Regions from separate parts of the Mus musculus genome. Here regions 2, 3, 4 and 5 are each linked to region 1. The links are chromatin contacts, called in public Hi-C, HiCAR-type and promoter capture Hi-C maps. All regions are on one chromosome and are shown on one strand. Each heading gives the region's core, a stretch centred on a gene start, on an enhancer-like site or on the middle of the called end of the contact. The rest is flanking DNA. Distances are from core to core; before and after follow the strand shown. Region 1 holds the start of Rlim (ring finger protein, LIM domain interacting). Region 2 has its middle 33 kb from the start of Tsx. Region 3 holds the start of Magee2 (melanoma antigen, family E, 2). Region 4 has its middle 16 kb from the start of Tsx. Region 5 holds the start of Chic1 (cysteine-rich hydrophobic domain 1).

Region 1 (3,106 bases), core at 555-3,054:
AGGTCAGAAGGAACCAGGAGTTAGATAAAAGATTTCCTTTAAAGGCCAAGAGGCAATCTACCTTTTAATATTAGCTTGTTTAAAATAGGCTTTTCCTTATCAGACTAATAATTATTTTCAAGTTCTACGAGCCACTTTCAAGAACTTATTTGGCATACCACAGTAGCCTAAGGCAGAAATTAAAATAATAAAAATCATCAGGACATTTTAAGCTAAGAGATATTTGTGACCTTTTCAGCATGATTGTTTGCCCTTAAATAGTTATCTTAAAGGGTGCTTGGGTTGGTCCTTTTAGATCCTTAACCTGTATTTCAGAAACTGATTTGAGGAAAAGGTGGACCTGTAATTGTGCCTGCCTCCTAATTATAAAGAATCAAAGAAATGATTAGGACTACACTTCCTATTCTTTCTGTCTTCAATCATTCAAACGCACGGTGGCTAATTACAAGTCAAGAAATGTAAGCAACTTATTTCTAGGAAAAAAAAACATATATACAGTGGGGCCTGCCAGGAGCCCATGAGAATCTGATATAAAATCCCTTTCCCCTCCAAAAGAGGAAAAAAATGACCTAAATAACTAGTCTCCTAGGCCTCAGATGCCAAACGAACCTGTGGAATAAGTATGGTGAAACTGTCCAGGAAAAGAACGTGGCTGTCTCCTCCATCTTGAAATTAATCAGCAGAAGGGGGAAAGGGACTGAGTATTCAGGAAGCAGAAGCCCAACCGGTTAATACTAGTTACTAAGCTATGGCGTACGTGGCAGGTACCGCCCGCCCGCAGAAGCAGAGACCCTTAGGGGTTTTTTTCTGAGTGGGGGAGGGGTAGGGCTGCTGGCAGATCACACGGAAATTAACTTGAAAATAGTCTGGCTCAATTCCCACACTTACCAGGGAAAACAACCCGCAACGTCTTTTCCCTCCGTTTTTTTAATTTTTTTTTTCTTGTGAGGAGGAAAACCCTTCTAGTAAAATCTGGCCAAGGATACACTTAGGGCTAAAGGTGCAGGGAAGCAAACCACGTTTGTCTCCGATCCTCCCGGAAGACTGTCACCGTAGCCCCAGAGGTTAACAAACTGGTCATGCCCTACAGAAGCGTTCAAAATGAGGCTCTGCGAATCCTGTGAAAATCTGAAGGTTCAAGAGTTCCCAACATCCGAATTAAGAGCACCTCCACCCCACTTCCCCAAACCCTAGCCCGATACGCAACGCGGGGCGACGACGATGGGGGGTGGGGGGAACCTCTTAGTAAGAAGCACTGGAGCCATCCTCACGCCTGAGGCCCGGAGTCCAGGATCGCCTCCCCGGCGTTCGTTCTTAGCTCGGGAGGGCCGGGCCCCGACTCCACGGCCTGGGAGAGGAAGTCCTGCCCGACTCCTTCCCCTTCTTCCACGAGCGGGGCCGACACACGCCACCCAACTAAAATGGCAGCGGCGACTACGCCACGGAGCCCCCCACAGCCGGGAGCCCAGGTCCGGAGGCCGTAGTGGGTGTCTCGGCCGCGGCTGGCCAACTCGGGCCATTTTGAGGGCCGCGGCCCCTGCCTGCCTCCAGTCCGACATCCCATTTCTCGGGGTGCCCGTACCTTCACTTACACGGTGTTTCGGCCAGGAGGGAACTCAACTGGGCTCCGCCGCCGCCACTGGGACCTCCGCTGCGCTACTGTGCTGCCGCTGCCGCCGCGTTCTAACCCGCCTCTAAACCCGGGCAAGAGACCCGCCTCTAGAACAGCGCCAGCTCGGAGACGTAGCTCAATCAGCCATTATCTTCCCCATTGTTACCTAGCACTGACAGGAAATGACTGCCCACAACAGGAAGTGATGCTGCGCTCCCAGCTTCACAGGCCCCCGCCCAGACTGCTGGCCAGCCAATCCCAGTTGAGCCCTCGAAAAGGCCTGGTGGGCAGAGGAGGGGCCGGACAGACTACCCGCCCAGACGGGCGGCGGGTCGGGAAAAAAATGCTACTGGGACGCCCACCATGTGACAGGCCCCACCCTCCTTCGCCATTTTGAGTTGTAGCGAGAAATTCGCGTTCTGAGAATTGTGGGAACCTTCGCTTTCCCATTTTGAAAGCTGAAGGACGTCACAGTCGGGCCGCTTGAAGCCCTTCACAGAGAACAAGAATGTAGTATCGGTGTAACTGGCATTGATCCATACAGTCCAGACTAGTGTAGACGGCAGCCAACCTTTTATTCAACATGTATTTATCGAATGCCAACTGTAGCTCAAGCACAGCTGTAGATGTTGAGGAAGTTGAACCATAAATTAAGTTGAAATAGTCCAAGAATTCTCAGTCCTTAAGGGATTTGGTAATCTAGGGTGAACACACTTATAAAACAATTTGTTGCTAAATACTAGAGATTAAAAGTGAGGAAGTGGGTGGAGGCATAAAACGTGGGGACAAAAGTGAATTTGCAATGTTAAAAAGTGGTGGGGAAGGCCTCCTCGAGGCTCTAACTAGAGTACTTTAAAAGGGTGTGGCGATTTGTAAATGGATGGGAAAAAGTGATAGTGGGGGAATTCGAAAAGGGCGGTTAAGGAAGCGTCTATTGGATGCTAAAGCCTAAAGAAAGGACCAGAGGGAATGCGCCATACACCTTTCAGTTCCCATTGTTCAGTTAAAGGGAATAAGAACCCAACCGCCCCCACCCCGTTTTAAAGTACGTCTCTGTGTTCCCACCCTATTTTTCTGTTTTCTGATAAAAGAACAGGTAGACTAACTTTTTTACTGTTGTTCCAACGAACCTAACTTATTGCTACATCAGTTGCTTAAACTGGGCTGGAAGCTGGAAGCTGGTCGACGGTGGCTCGCCTTTAACGCCAGTACTCAGGAGGCAGAGGCAGGCAGATCTCTGTGTAAGTTTAAGGCCAGCCTGGTATACTGAGTGAGTTCTACGACAGCCAGGGCTACACAGAGAAACCCTGTCTCGAAAAACAAAAACAAAAAACAAAAAAAAGGCACACACATAAACTACACTATAATATTTTTCTTTTCATATTTTTTACATGGATCGTCTAGGCCTCACCTCACCTCCTAGAGAAACCCGTGACCACTCTATTTAACCTTCTCCATTACCTACGTAATTTTCTGTAAAGCACTTAGTTTATC
Region 2 (3,185 bases), core at 437-2,936, 530 kb before region 1:
TCTCTCTCTACCACATACACCCAAGTGCTGCAATTACAGACCTGTGCCAAGCACACGGAACAGTAGACATACTAAGAACATGGAGCTATTTCAGTATACTTGGCAAAGGTAGGTGATTAGCTTGGGTGCAGCTTCCTGTGGCCTTCCATGAATTTTCATGAATGGGCTTCTTGAATTTCTACTGAGAATTGATGGCTTCTGGGGAGAAGCCATTTTCCATCATTTGTTTCAGTTCAAAGAACTCAAGGAAGAACATGAAAGAGCTCCATTCCAGCTTTTCCTCGGTACTTTCTTTTGTATGTGAAAGATGCTAGAATTCTTTTTTGTTTGTTTGTTTTGTTTTGTTGGTTTTTTTGGTTTGTTTTTGTTTTTGTTTTTCGAGACAGGGTTTCTCTATATAGCCCTGGCTGTCCTGGAACTCGCTTTGTAGACCAGGCCGGCCTCGAACTCAGAAATCTGCCTGCCTCTGCCTCCTGAGTGCTGGGATTAAAGGCGTGCGCCGCCACCACCTGGTGAAAGGCTCTAATTCTTTTAATATTTCAGACCTGGATGGTATAGAGGGCTTTTGCCAAAATATCACATTCTTGGGGATTTTTGTATTCATTTTACTTGAAGAATCTGCCTTTTTCACTCAGAGGGTTTTTTGTTTCCTCCCTTGGGCTACATCCTATTTCTTTGCAAAGAAGTTCTCCTCATTTTCTACTTTTATAAAATTTGTATCACATACCAGCAAAGCTTTGGGGACTGAAAATTGACATTGGGGTTAAAATGATGGTACAGTGGCTAAGAGCAGTGGCTGCATTTGCAGAGGACCCAGGTTCGATTCCCAAACACTCGAGTACCAGCTCACAGACGCCTGTACCTCCAGCTGCAGGGAGATCTGATGCTCTCATCCGGCCTCTATGGGCTCTGCACACACCCACACACATAAAATAAAAATATTTTTAAAAAATTCTTTGAAAAGAAAATTGGGTTATTATGTGGCAGGAGGATTTTCTTTTCTGTTCCAGTCTAATTGGTGCTCTATAAGCTTCTTGTGTGCTTATAGGTATCTAGGTGTGTTTATAGGTATCTTGTGTGTTTATAGGTATCTTGTGTGTTTATAGGTATCTTGTGTGTTTATAGGTACCTAGGCAGATTGCTCAGTTTGCATTGATACTGACTGTTATACATTTTTTGAAATTTGGATATGTACAGTTTAAGGAAAATTTTTCTCTAGGACATTAAGTCTCTTGTCAATTGAAGGAGAAGTATATCAATCCATTACAGTAGGTTTCCCTCAAACCCAGTCTTTGAGACCGTAAGAGTTTAAGAGAGGGGGCAGGAGGAGGCAAGACTGGGGAGGAAAGGGTTGGGGTGCAGGCAGTCTGCCACAAACCAAACAAATGAGACTGTGTTGGAGCTGAGCCTGGCAGCTTTGGTCTCTGGGTTTCCAGCATTCCAACACTCACCAAGGGCCATTCGACCAGGCAAGCTGCTACCTGCTGGCCTAGCTTTCCCAGCTCTCAAAGGCAAATGGGCTCAGGTTGCAGCCATTCTTTTCTGTGACTCCCACAAGGTCCATGCTCTGTTCCCCTAAGCTCTGCCCCCTCTTCTCTGCGCAGGTGGTCAAGTGTGCTAACCACACCCTCTCAGCAGGATCCCGCGCCTCAAGAGCCTTAGGTCCCGCCCCACACTCCCTCAAACCCTCAGTGCAGCGCTTGTGTCAGGCGCAATCTCGCAAGATCCGGTGAGGCGCTACGTCGTGCTCCACTCGGTCCCAAAAGTACCTGCAAGCGCTACACACTTGCGCTCGGCGCCCTTGCTCTGTTCTCACTTTCCGAGATATCCACGCATCTTGAGTCCTGCATCCACTCCCGGGAGGCGGCTGCGGCAAGCGCGTGATGGAAGAAGAGCGTGATAGCCAGCTAGACAGGTGGCCAGAGCGGAGCGGTGGGTGAGATGCGGGCTAAGGAGAGGGCAGATGCCTAAAGTGCCTGCGGGACGGTGGAGAGGTGCCCGAAGTCCTTGTTGGGGTGGTGGAGAGGTGGCTGAAATTCTTGCGGGATAGTGGGGCGATGGCTAAGTGCTTGCAGGACAGTGGGGCGATGGCTAAGTGCTTGCGGGACAGGGGAGAGGTGGCTAAGTGCTTGCGGGACAGTGGGACAGTGGCAAAGTGCTTTCAGGACAGTGGAGCGATGGCTACGTGCTTGCGGGACAGCGGAAGAGATGGTTAAAGTGATTGCCAAGCAGCAGAAAGATTCCTAAAATGCTTGCCAGCTATGCGGAGATGAAGGTAAAATGCCTGCGTAGTCCCGAACCGATAGTTAAAATGCCTGCCGCATAACGGAGGAATAACTAAAATGTCTGCTGGGTCCTGGAGCCAAAATTTAAAATGTCTGTCCCTTACAGGTGGTTAGACTACCGGTCAGGGACCTGGAAAGATAGCTAACATACATGCCACGTTCCCGGACTAATGGCTCAAATGGATGCCTGGGACTGGGAGACTTTACTAAAATGCCTACCACCGGGGACCTGGGCTATCACTAAAATGCCTGCCACCGGGTACTGGGAGGTCACTAAAATGTCTGCCACGGGGTACTTGGGCTATCACTAAAATGCCTGCCACCGGGTATCTGGGCTATCACTAAAATGCCTGCCACCGGGGACCTGGGAGGTCACTAAAATGCCTGCCACCGGGGACCTGGTAGGTCACTAAAATGCCTGCCACCGGGGATCTGGGAGGTCACTAAAATGCCTGCCGTCGAGGATCTGGGCTATCACTAAAATGCCTGCCACCGGGGATCTGGGAGGTCGCTAAAATGCCTGCCACCGCTTACTGGGAGGTCACTAAAATGTCTGCCACGGGGGACTTGGGCTATCACTAAAATGCCTGCCACCGGGGACCTGGTAGGTCACTAAAATGCCTGCCACCGGGGATCTGGGAGGTCACTAAAATGCCTGCCGTCGAGGATCTGGGCTATCACTAAAATGCCTGCCACCGGGGATCTGGGAGGTCGCTAAAATGCCTGCCACCGCTTACTGGGAGGTCACTAAAATGTCTGCCACGGGGGACTTGGGCTATCACTAAAATGCCTGCCACCAGGGATCTGGGAGGTCACTAAAATGCCTGCCACCGGGGATCTGGGCTATCACTAAAATGTCTGCCACTGGGGATCTGGAAGATCGCTAAAATGCCTGCCACC
Region 3 (3,432 bases), core at 754-3,253, 880 kb after region 1:
AAAATGAGCAATTTCACTTATAAACACTGATCATGAAGACAATTAAAGAGGATATTAGAAGGGAAGAAATGCTATTAGAATTGGAATGCAATAAACACAAGGTGTACTCTTTCCCACAACCCTCTCAACTTTTGATTTAGGACCCTAGTGTCCATTTCCCAAATGCCCTTTTAACAGATGTCACTCAACTAAAGTGAAATGTCCAACGTCAGATGGAACCGAAGAAGAACATGGCTGTTGCCTCAGACCTGGCCCTGGCCTCCTCATCTTCCACAGCCTCCCTGTATTGCTCTGGCCAGTCCTGTGGCTGTTTTCCATAGAACCTAGCCATATATTCCAAGGCTTTCATTTTGGTGATTTCATGGTGAGCCCGAGGACCCCAGAGCAGCTCGTATTCAACTGGATTCGAGTAGGAGAGCGGCCTGCATTCTAGGTAGCGTTGCCTCATTAGCTTACAGGTGATGGCATGTTTCCTCCCTACATCAACACTGAATCTCTGGAGTAAGTTCCAGATCTTGGCCTCTTTGACACGGTTGCCCATCAGGAAGATCAAACCCAGGATTGGCATCAAGTATTCTTGGGTGGGTCTGCCCAGGCTCTCTAGCATTACTTGTTCTTCTTCTGATTCTGGTTGGGGGACAAGGAGGTAGATGTGCTCACTGGTATCAACCTCAATCAGAGAGAACCCATAAAACAGATCAAGGATTAGAGTGGCTCTGCTGAGGATATTTGGGAACACATCCTGGAATTCTTTGCCAGTATTAGCAAATAGCTCATCCTGATGGATAGGCAGCAACTCCTCAGTGACACCAATGGCCAACTGGACCAATTCATTTGCTTTATCATTCATAGTGTCCTCTGACCAGAACTCTAAGCCAGCAGCCTGGCTTCTCTCTTTGGCTTTGTCAGCTTCCAGAGCTTTGTTATATTCTTCTGGCCAGCTCCAGGGTTCTTCATCATGGGCCTCTGCTACAAACTTCAGGGCTTCCATCTTTGTGATTTCACTGTGAGCTCTAGAGCCCCACAGGAACTCAAATTCAAGGGGATTAGTGCCATATACTGGCCAGTACTCCAAAAATCGCATATGGACAAAGTCAATAGTAAGGAGGTTTCTTGTGTTCCCAAACTGGTTGTTGATCCTCTGAGACCCATCTATCACATCCACCTTTAACAGCAGGTCCCAAATGGAGGCCTCTCTTGCCCGGTTGCCATTCAAGAGAATATGGCCTAGGACCAAGGCCAGGAGACCCGCTTTTGGTATGTCCAGGGTCTCTGCTAGCCGTTCAGTGGTCTGGGGACCTGGTTTGCTGATTAGGTTGTAAGTGTCCATCTGAGGATCAAGGACTCTCAGATTCAACCCAAAGACCCGATCCAGATGAGCTGAGGCTCGTCTGAGTATCTCAGGGAACTGATCTGAGTATTCTTTGAGAAACTCCAGCATTTCTGACTGTCGGATAGACCCCTCATTTTGGCTTTTCATGCGCATGAAATTCACTAAAGCAACCGACCTCTCTTCAAGAGGGTCGTGGACCCTGAGCGCCCCCAAACGTCGGGACTGCTCGTCGATGAGAACCTCGATGTCACTCGGGTCCCGCACAGCCTGGGAAGCGCTGGCTCCCTGTGGATCGTTTGGAATCTCAGGGCCCTGGGGAGCTTCGAGGGCTAGCATGGAGGTGGCAGGCCCGGAGGCATTAGTAGCCTGCATTTCACCCTGGCTGTTGCTGTAATCGGCGGTAGTCTCTGCGCTGCTTTGGCGCGCATTCTGGCTTACCAGAGACATGGTTCCAGGAGACAGGAACGCGAACGCGGAGGTCAGCGATCCGTCGCAGGGAGGATCTGAGGTGTGTTGGCAGCTCAGCTCAGAGCCGAAGCCTGATACTCAGGAGCTGTGCGGTTCGAAAGTGAGAGCTGGCGAGACAGGCGATCCTTTTACAAAAGCAGTAGCCAGCAATGAAGGAAAGCCTAAGAGCACCTAGCTTTGCCGCATCCTACGCAGGCGCACTCAAGCTCTGCAATGTGGTGACCACGCCCCGCTCAGGCTTCCTCTCCCGCCCCCTCCCACTACTGACTGAAAGGCCAGGCTTGCTGTGGGGTTCGAACTTATTAGGGAATCAAATTCGCACAAAGGAACAACGGAGATGAAGTAGAAGAATTAGAGGAAGGGAACGTTTTTCTAGTTTTTCTGCGAGGTATTAAGCACCTTGGTAAGGCTTAATAGAGGATGGGGGCGGTATTTATGATAATTGTAGAGTCATTAAGGCCTCCGCCAACTAAACAGATTATTTCTTGAGACTATGCCCATTTCAGGCACACTGCTTTGTATTTGTGAGATGCATCACTGATTGCTGTGAGGACAAATTGATTATTCCTTCCCATATGGAGCTTGCAGACCATGCATTCTAGGGTTCCTTCAACCAGTGGTGATGCGCGCCAACCCTTTATCTAGCCCTTACTAGGTAACAGACCTAGTGTTTCACTTTTCTCATATTAAAATCACTGAGTCTTAACTAGTCTAAATGGTGTTCATCTTAAAGATGAGAAAACTGGCACAGGGAGGTGAGTTTGACTGTAAAAACTCGGGCAGCTACAAGGGAAAGAGATCCGGCTTGAATCCTTTTATCAGAGCCCAGAACATAAGCACTTTTCTATCACACCATCTGACTTTCAAGGAGTTCTTAGTTCTATTTTATAAACGCGTCTCAGATAAAATTGATGGAAACCAGCACAAGTCAATTTACATATAGCACAAACACAGAAGTAGTGAATGTCAGTTTTGTCTGAAGTGTCTTGGATTGGAGGTAGTTGCTGAAAAAGAGTCAGAGGAGCTGAGCTCTAAGTGATCAGAGGAATGGGAAGAGTTCATGCTTTGCAAGGGTGTTGTAGCGTTTGGTAACATCAAGAAAGGTCCAGAAGTATGAGAATAAAGTATGAGGGTGTGTAACTGCCAGTTATCCATGTCGGCTAGAGTATGGGTGGGAGACAAGGACAGAGGTGGCTAAACAGGAAGGACTGGCTTTTTCCCTGTATGTCAGAACTGTTTAGGGCTGCACACAAGAGTAGGTTTGTACATGTGTATTTGAGGACTGACCCATAGTCCAAACACTCTGGCCAGGAAGAAAGTTGGGTTGCTCTATTTTCTTGGAGTGCTGCCACAGTAGTTAGGCTAAAAGCTCAGTTGTAATCCAGGAATTCAATGAAAGGAAGGAAGGAAGAAAAAATATGTCAGATTGTCATCTGCAGCCACATTTGAAGTCCTTCCACATTCTTGATGGTAATGGTTACTGTTTTACATTCAGTGATCCACTGCCCTGAAATTCCTTCAGAGGCCACTCACTGACATGCACCCATGACATTTTCCACATCTTTCTTTTTAAAATGTACACTCTACTATAATAGAAAAGTAGGAGATACAGGATCAAGTATTTTGCCCAA
Region 4 (3,303 bases), core at 117-2,616, 580 kb before region 1:
ACAATGACAGTGGTTCTTTGAAAAGAGCAAGTTGAAAAGCTGAGCAGTAGTGTAGCACACCTTTAATCCCAGCACTCAGGAGGTGGAACCAGGAGGATCTCTGAGTTTGAGGCCAGCCTGGTCTACAAAGTGAGTTCCAGGACAGCCAGGGCTACATGGAGAAACCCTGTCTCAAAAAACAAAATGAAAACAGAGAAAACACATAGAACACAATAGAAACAAATGTATTGGAAAAGTCTAGAAAAAATTGGTGTGGATGACTTCCAAGGGTTTATGTCCATCTCACAGTAAAATAGGAGCCCTAAAATAATGGAGCCCCACCAATTCAAACTTGCCCAGTAACCCCATGCTGGTGGAAGAAGAGATTTCCCACTATTCTAACAGCTTACCTCATGCTCAGGTTACCATATGTGTATCTGCTGCTTTCTGTTCACCTCTTCCAAGTTTAATGCTGTTGTTAGGTAGATAGGGTTAGTAGCCTTGTGGATGGACCTTTCTGGCGTGGTCCTCTATTCACCTGTACTCCCATTGCCTGCCCCGTCCAATTTACAACTTAAAGTTCTCTTGCCCGGGTGGAGAGTTCCTTTAAGTGAAAGCTAAACTTCCTCCCGGTGGAAAGAATGGATTCTGAGCTCTGCCTCTGGCTCTAGGTGGAAACTGACATTCTGATCACTCCAAAGATTAGAAAAAGAGCATACTAGCGTCTCCACCCTCAACAGTTAGCCCATGGCTGGAGGGATGGTTCAGTGGTTGAGGGCTTATTGCTCCTGCAGAAGACTCATATTCAGTTCCCAGCTCCCACATCAAGTGGCTCCCACCTCCTGTAACTCAAGGTCCAGGGGATCCAGTACTCTCTGGTCTCCAAGAGCACTATGGGTCTGGGGTGCACATAAATTTACACAGGCACTCATACATCCATACACAGGAAGTCAATAATTTTTTAAATAATAATAATAATTAATCCAGGTGGGCCTGGAGACCATCCTACAAATTCTTGTCAACCTGCATTATTACTGAACATGCCACCTTGGATCCTAACTCAAAAAGCAGGGCTTCCTCTTTCTCTTTTCTCTCCCTCCTCCTGGCAACTGCTGAGATTGACAGCTTGCATCCTCTGTATGCCTATCTGTTTTTTTCTTGAGGCTAGGCTGTGGGAGTTTTATTGTTTGTTATTGTTTGAATTTTTTTTTTTTGGTCTGTCCTTTTGGGGGGAAGAGGTGGAGGGAACACTGACTTACAATAAATATATATATCCTTGCATGGCCTGAAACTCCCTATGTAGACCAGGCTGGCCTCGGAGATACACCTACCTACCTCTGGCTCCCAAGTGCTCCATTCAAGGCATGCACCACCGTGTCTACCTGTGATTCTTTTGTTAGATTCTTTTGTTAACAAGACTGAGTCCATACTGAGAACCCTGAATTTCCGCATGACAAGGAAGAGACAATGAATCTTTCTTTCCCTGCCTTGTCCAAATTATAAGTAAACTCATTTTCCTTTACCAATTTCCATTCTCAATTCTTTTAAAAATACAGAAAAAGTAACAGCCTAAGGTTTTTTGGGGGAGGGGGTTGTTTTAAGGAATTATTTTATTTTATTTTTTACTTTTTGGTTTTGGGTGTTCTCTGCTCTTTGTTTTGTTGTTACTTCTTTTAAAGGTGGCCAGACCACAGTCACACACAAGGTAGCCTGAAACCCACCAGGTTAGCCCCAAACTCACAGGCAGTGTTCTGCCTTAACATTCCCAACTTGCCTGGATCGCAGGCATGCACCATGCCACTATACCTGGTCAGTGGCAGCCATTTTATGAGTCTGGGTGCTGGGTAACAATAAAGCAAGATGCTTTCAGTCCGTAAAAATCCCTAAATTCGCCGGGCGGTGGTGGCGCACGCCTTTAAAATCCCAACACTCCGGAGGCAGAGGCAGGCAAATTTCTGAGTTCGAGGCCAGCCTGGTCTACAAAGTGAGTCCCAGGACAGCCAGGGCTATACAGAGAAACCCTGTCTCAAAAAACCAAAAAAAAAAAAAAAAAAATCCCTAAAGTCTTAACTGTTTCAGTATTGCTCAAAAGTCCAGTCCAAAGCCTCCTAAAAACACAGCTCTACCTAAGCAGTTAAAACATCAAAAACAAGTTACATACTGCCAAAGCACAATGACACAAAGCATTCCTGTTGCAAAAAGGGAAAACCGGGAAAGAAGGAATCAGACCAAAACTGGGATTGATTTAAGGGTTTATTTAATCTTACTGTTAATCCCAAATGTGGGAGGAGAAAGGCCACCGACTCAGATCATCAGAGCCAAATTAATTAAAGCAAGCTCTTTTATTCATGTTATACATTTTTTTTACTCACTTTACATCCCACTCACAGCCCCCTTCCTGGTAACCCCCTCCCACAATTCTTCCCCCATCTCCCTCTCCCCTTCTCCTCTGAGAGGGTGGGGCCCCTCCTGGGTATCTCCTTCCACTTCCCTGGGCATATCAAGTCTCTGTGACACTAGGTGCTTCCTCTCCCACTGAGGCCTGACAAGGCAGCCCAGCTAAAAGAACATATCCCACAGACAGGCAACAGCTTTTGGGATAGCTCCTGCCCCAGTTGTTCAGGACCCACATGACAACTGAGGTGCACATCTGCTACATATGAAAAGGAGGCCTAGGTCCAGCCTGTGTATGGTTTGGGTCCAGGTTAGTTGACTCTGTTGGTCTATCAATGGAGTTCCTATCCCCTCTGGGACCCACAGTTCCTCCTCCTATTCTTCCATAAGAGTCCCCAAGCTCCATCCACTGTTTAGCTGTGAGTGTCTACATTCATTTGACTCAGCTTCTGGGTGGAGCCTCTCAGAGGACAATCATGCTAGCTTCCTGTCTGCAAGCATAACAGAGTATTAATAGTGTCAGGGATGGGTCTCAAGTTGGGCTGATATTCATTGGTCATTTCCTCAGTCTCTTCTCCATCCCCTGTACCTGCATTTGGATACAGGATAACCCATCCACAAAACTTTCAACCCAAAATTTATCCTGTATCCAAATGCCTTGTTTTTCTGTTTACTAACTGTGAGGTATTAGGCAGTGTGAATTTCCACTTCTACACTGTCAAGTGAACAGTTTCACTATTTTTTAATGGTCTTCCCAGGTCTCCATTTTTAAGCTCACATTATTTAACATTGTAAGGCAACATTGTGCATCTTTACCAGTTCTTTAAGTGCCCTAGATGCAAAGCTCATGCGTTAACCTGAAGCACCCACCATTAATGGAATCAGAAAGGTCTTCTTGCTTCCCCTTGATGATACCCTGCATCTTAGTCA
Region 5 (3,297 bases), core at 545-3,044, 620 kb before region 1:
TAATATTAATAACGCCAATTCCTTGATATTTTGAACAATCTCTCTTATAACAGATTACTCCCCTCCTCATATGCCCAAATATTTTGCTTATTACCACTATTCTGCTGATACCAGGCTCATTCTAAACCCCCAGTTCTGTCAGAATGGATGCTCTACTACATCTGAAGGAGAAGAAAAGCTGGTATTAGTATAGAGGACCTCAATATTTATTCTATTACAGAGGAGCTGCACAACTTTATAGTCTTAATTGCAAAATTCGGTGCCACTGACAGATATGAACCAGTTGGTGCATTACCTAGTAACTCAAAATAGGTAATCTATGTATTTTAGCAATGTAAAGATGAGGTAGAATGTTTGAATGGGAAAAAAAAGAGAGCAAGTCACTACCGACCTGAATGAATTGTTTAAATTTTCTGATATTCAACTCTTCCTCTTTTTTAATGATTTTTTTAACTTCATGTACATCAGTGTTTTGCCTACAGGTATGCCTATGTAAGGGTGTCAGATCCCTGGAGAAACTGGAGTTACAGACACTTGTGAGCAGGCATGTGGGTGCTGGGAATTGAACCAGGCCCCTCTGGAAAAGCCAGTGCTTCTGATGAGCCATCTCTCCAGCCCATCAGTTCTTCATCTATAAAAGACATATAAAGATGCCTACCTCACAAGAGTGTTTGAATTACATGAGCTATGGTATTTGAAAGAATACAGCTTGGAATCTATAGAATGGGTGACGTTAATTAATGTGTCTCTAAACTGGCATACCCTCTGCTGCACACTCTACAGCTCCTCTTCTCCAACCCCAGTCTCTCTCTCTCTCTCTCTCTCTCTCCCTTCTCTCTCTCTCTCTCTCTCTCTCTCTCTTTCTCCCTCCCTCTCTCCCTCCCTCCCTCCCTTCCCAGAAGGGTTTCTCTTTTTCTCTTTGTAACCCTAGCTGTCCTAGAATGAGCTCTGTAAGCTAGGCTCAAAAGATTCTCCTGCTTCTGCCTCCCAAATGCTGGGCTTAGAGGTATGTGCCACTATGCCGGCTTCAGAACACCCATTGCAAACCTGTGTATCCTTATTTATAAGAACCAACCAAAATGCACCACTTCGCCCATTCTTTCCAATCAACTTTAGGCACCATGGCTGTTTGGCTAAAAGAACAGAGCTTTGGGAGTCAGACGAGACTCTGGATTTAAAAGCTCATTGTCATTTATTAGTTCCATGTCTTTGGACAAATTATTTATTCTCTTTGTATATAGATTGCCCTTGTGTGATATGAGACTCAATGTGGTACACCCCTCATAGGGTTGTGGGGAGATTAAATGAGATAAGTACACAGAGCACTTAGCACAGTCTATGATGCTTAGCAAGTCCGCAAAGTACCATTCAACGTAAGAAATTAATAGAAAGTTTCCTCCTTTGAAAAATGTTTACCCTTTTCTCAGAATTGAACAATCTCTGCGTAAGGGAATGACATATGCGTACCTTGAGATATTTTGGGCAATGTCCTAAACTCTCTTTTATAGAATTTGCTTTACCTCAACTGTCTGCATAAAGGCAAATATATCCCGCATTAATTAACAGACACTAAAACGAGAACGTCCCCTGTGTACAAGAGACTGACGTCCGAAACGCAGTATGAAGATCAGCACCCGCAGACCGGACCTCGAGAATTCCCTGGAGTTCACCTCTACCGGCCCCCTCCCCTTGGAGGCGCGCAAGCGTACACCGAATTTACTCCCTGGTCCCTCATGCCCCCGCCTCCAACCCCCGCGCCATCTACCCAACACGCAGGCGCGTCTCCTCAAGCGCTTTCCCCGCCCCCTCCTCTTTCTCTTCAGTCTGTTCCCCCTCCTCTCCCAGCAGCTCCGCAGGTTCAAACTCTTCTCCGGGAGAGTGGCGGCTATCGTGCGGTCACGTGATGAGCATCCTGCTGCCCAACATGGCGGAGTTCGACACCATCTCGGAATTGGAGGAAGAAGAAGAGGCAGCAACATCGTCGTCGTCTCCATCGTCGTCTCCGTCGTCGTCGTCGTCGTCGTCGGTATCTGGGCCCGATGAGGACGAGGAAGATGAGGAGGAGGAAGAAGAGGAGGATGAAGAGGAGGAGGACGAGGAAGAAGAGGAGGAGGAGGTGCCGCCCCCGCCTCGGGTAGTGAGCGAGGAGCATCTGCGGAGATATGCCCCAGACCCTGTGTTGGTGCGCGGCGCCGGCCACATCACTGTGTAAGCGATTGGGGTCGGGGGCTTGCAGAGGCTGAGATTTGACGACAAACCGAATGAGAAGGGCATTGAGGGGCCTGCGGAGTGGGGGGAGGGCTGACTAAAGCGTACTCTTAGCAAAGGGCACCTGGTCAAAATGGCAAAACCGCAGGTTGAATAGGTATCGTGTAAAAGAAGGGGGTGGGAGATAACGCTGCATCGACCCTGAGGAAAGAGTGAGCATAGGACATGGAGTTGCAGGGTAGGGAGCCAGAGAGACTGAAGTAGGGGCGATCTGCTCGTTCGTGCGCTGGCAAGTGAATAGTCTCTAAACTGCAGGATGTACTAGACTTCTCTGCTGCCAAGATTGATGGCTAGTGGAAAACGGCGACTGCTGTGGCAGGTGACATGATCTAGGTTTGGGTTCTTCAAAAACAAAACAAAACAAAAATGTGATGCATTTTGTGAATAATATAAGTATTCATCCACCCACATATTTGTCCATCCATTCTTCCTACCTAATGAATGAATATCGTCATCCTTTCTCTGTTGAACGCACTACTCTGACGTTCCTTTAATATCATATCCTTAGAGTTTCAGGTTAATAGGAACCTATGCAAAGTAGAAAGAGCAATGGATACAGAGTGAGAGATCTTGGTTGCTAAATCTCAGTTTCCCTTCTTACTGGCACTGTGACCTTGGTCAGTTGATTCTTACTTCCAGGCCTTGGGTTCCTCATCTCCAAAATGAAGGGTTCTGAGTGCGTGGTTTCTAACCCCCTTTGGCTCTGAAATAATTTAAGATGTCTACAGGGAATCGTGTATGTCCAGACATTAAATATACAAATATTAAGTATATTAAGTATATAGAAATTAGCCCTTAATGAATTGAGTTTAATTTCTTTAAAACTCAACCCAGATGACTTCTTTTACATTGAATCCTATGTCATATTTAAGGAAATAAAGTGTGCAAGGACTTCTTATCATCTTTGTTGCACAGTAAGAAAAAAATTGATCACTGGGCTTTGAAGAGTGCTTCCTCATTTTTATTGCTTGGATTGCACATACTTGAGAGTTTGAATATGGTGTCGTGTTCATGCTCTTGACTGTGGTG

The links. A called contact is a pair of places that touch in the nucleus more often than the background predicts. HiCAR-type assays count read pairs that join an accessible place to other places. Capture Hi-C pulls out chosen DNA fragments and counts their contacts.
Region 2: a contact with region 1 is called in a Hi-C map of embryonic stem cells, with 8 times the contacts expected there. The contact joins the enhancer-like site here to the promoter of Rlim in region 1. A contact is called at or near these places in 1 of 39 promoter capture datasets (embryonic stem cells), 3 of 484 Hi-C or Micro-C datasets (the G1E-ER4 cell line and embryonic stem cells), 14 of 115 datasets of contacts at active chromatin or transcription factors (acute myeloid leukemia, embryonic forebrain, embryonic stem cells and 6 more) and 2 of 9 other capture datasets (embryonic stem cells and liver).
Region 3: a HiCAR-type map of astrocytes shows a contact between it and region 1, with 5 times the contacts expected there. The contact joins the promoter of Magee2 here to the promoter of Rlim in region 1. A contact is called at or near these places in 6 of 39 promoter capture datasets (cranial neural crest, embryonic stem cells, frontonasal cranial neural crest and 3 more), 1 of 484 Hi-C or Micro-C datasets (cortical neurons) and 4 of 115 datasets of contacts at active chromatin or transcription factors (astrocytes, cardiomyocytes, embryonic forebrain and 1 more).
Region 4: a HiCAR-type map of embryonic stem cells shows a contact between it and region 1, with 8 times the contacts expected there. The contact joins the enhancer-like site here to the promoter of Rlim in region 1. A contact is called at or near these places in 2 of 39 promoter capture datasets (cranial neural crest and liver), 1 of 484 Hi-C or Micro-C datasets (B cells) and 2 of 115 datasets of contacts at active chromatin or transcription factors (embryonic stem cells and epiblast stem cells).
Region 5: a promoter capture Hi-C map of liver shows a contact between it and region 1, with 2.2 times the contacts expected there. The contact joins the promoter of Chic1 here to the promoter of Rlim in region 1. A contact is called at or near these places in 3 of 39 promoter capture datasets (liver and stem cell-derived epiblast-like cells), 1 of 115 datasets of contacts at active chromatin or transcription factors (astrocytes) and 1 of 9 other capture datasets (liver).

What each region holds. Positions count from the first base shown.
Region 1 is chrX:103,979,481-103,982,586 of GRCm38.p6, forward strand. It overlaps Rlim (ring finger protein, LIM domain interacting), which reads right to left and starts at 1,805. Exons shown (of 5, transcript NM_011276.4): 1 at 1,583-1,805.
Region 2 is chrX:103,446,040-103,449,224 of GRCm38.p6, forward strand. It overlaps Tsix. Among named protein-coding and RNA genes, the nearest start is that of Tsx, 33 kb to the left of the region's middle. Within about 2 kb of position 1,687, at least 55 of the 459 cell types and tissues checked have an H3K27ac peak or open chromatin away from gene starts, as enhancers often do. A contact at or near this core is called in the G1E-ER4 cell line and embryonic stem cells, where this site is marked.
Region 3 is chrX:104,855,264-104,858,695 of GRCm38.p6, forward strand. Magee2 (melanoma antigen, family E, 2) reads right to left here and starts at 2,004. Exons shown (of 1, transcript NM_053206.2): 1 at 1-2,004. The coding sequence starts at 1,780. The coding sequence ends at 209.
Region 4 is chrX:103,397,310-103,400,612 of GRCm38.p6, forward strand. It overlaps a transcript of Chic1 not described here. Among named protein-coding and RNA genes, the nearest start is that of Tsx, 16 kb to the right of the region's middle. Within about 2 kb of position 1,367, at least 3 of the 459 cell types and tissues checked have an H3K27ac peak or open chromatin away from gene starts, as enhancers often do. A contact at or near this core is called in embryonic stem cells, where this site is marked.
Region 5 is chrX:103,354,682-103,357,978 of GRCm38.p6, forward strand. It overlaps Chic1 (cysteine-rich hydrophobic domain 1), which reads left to right and starts at 1,795. Exons shown (of 6, transcript NM_009767.2): 1 at 1,795-2,208. The coding sequence starts at 1,904.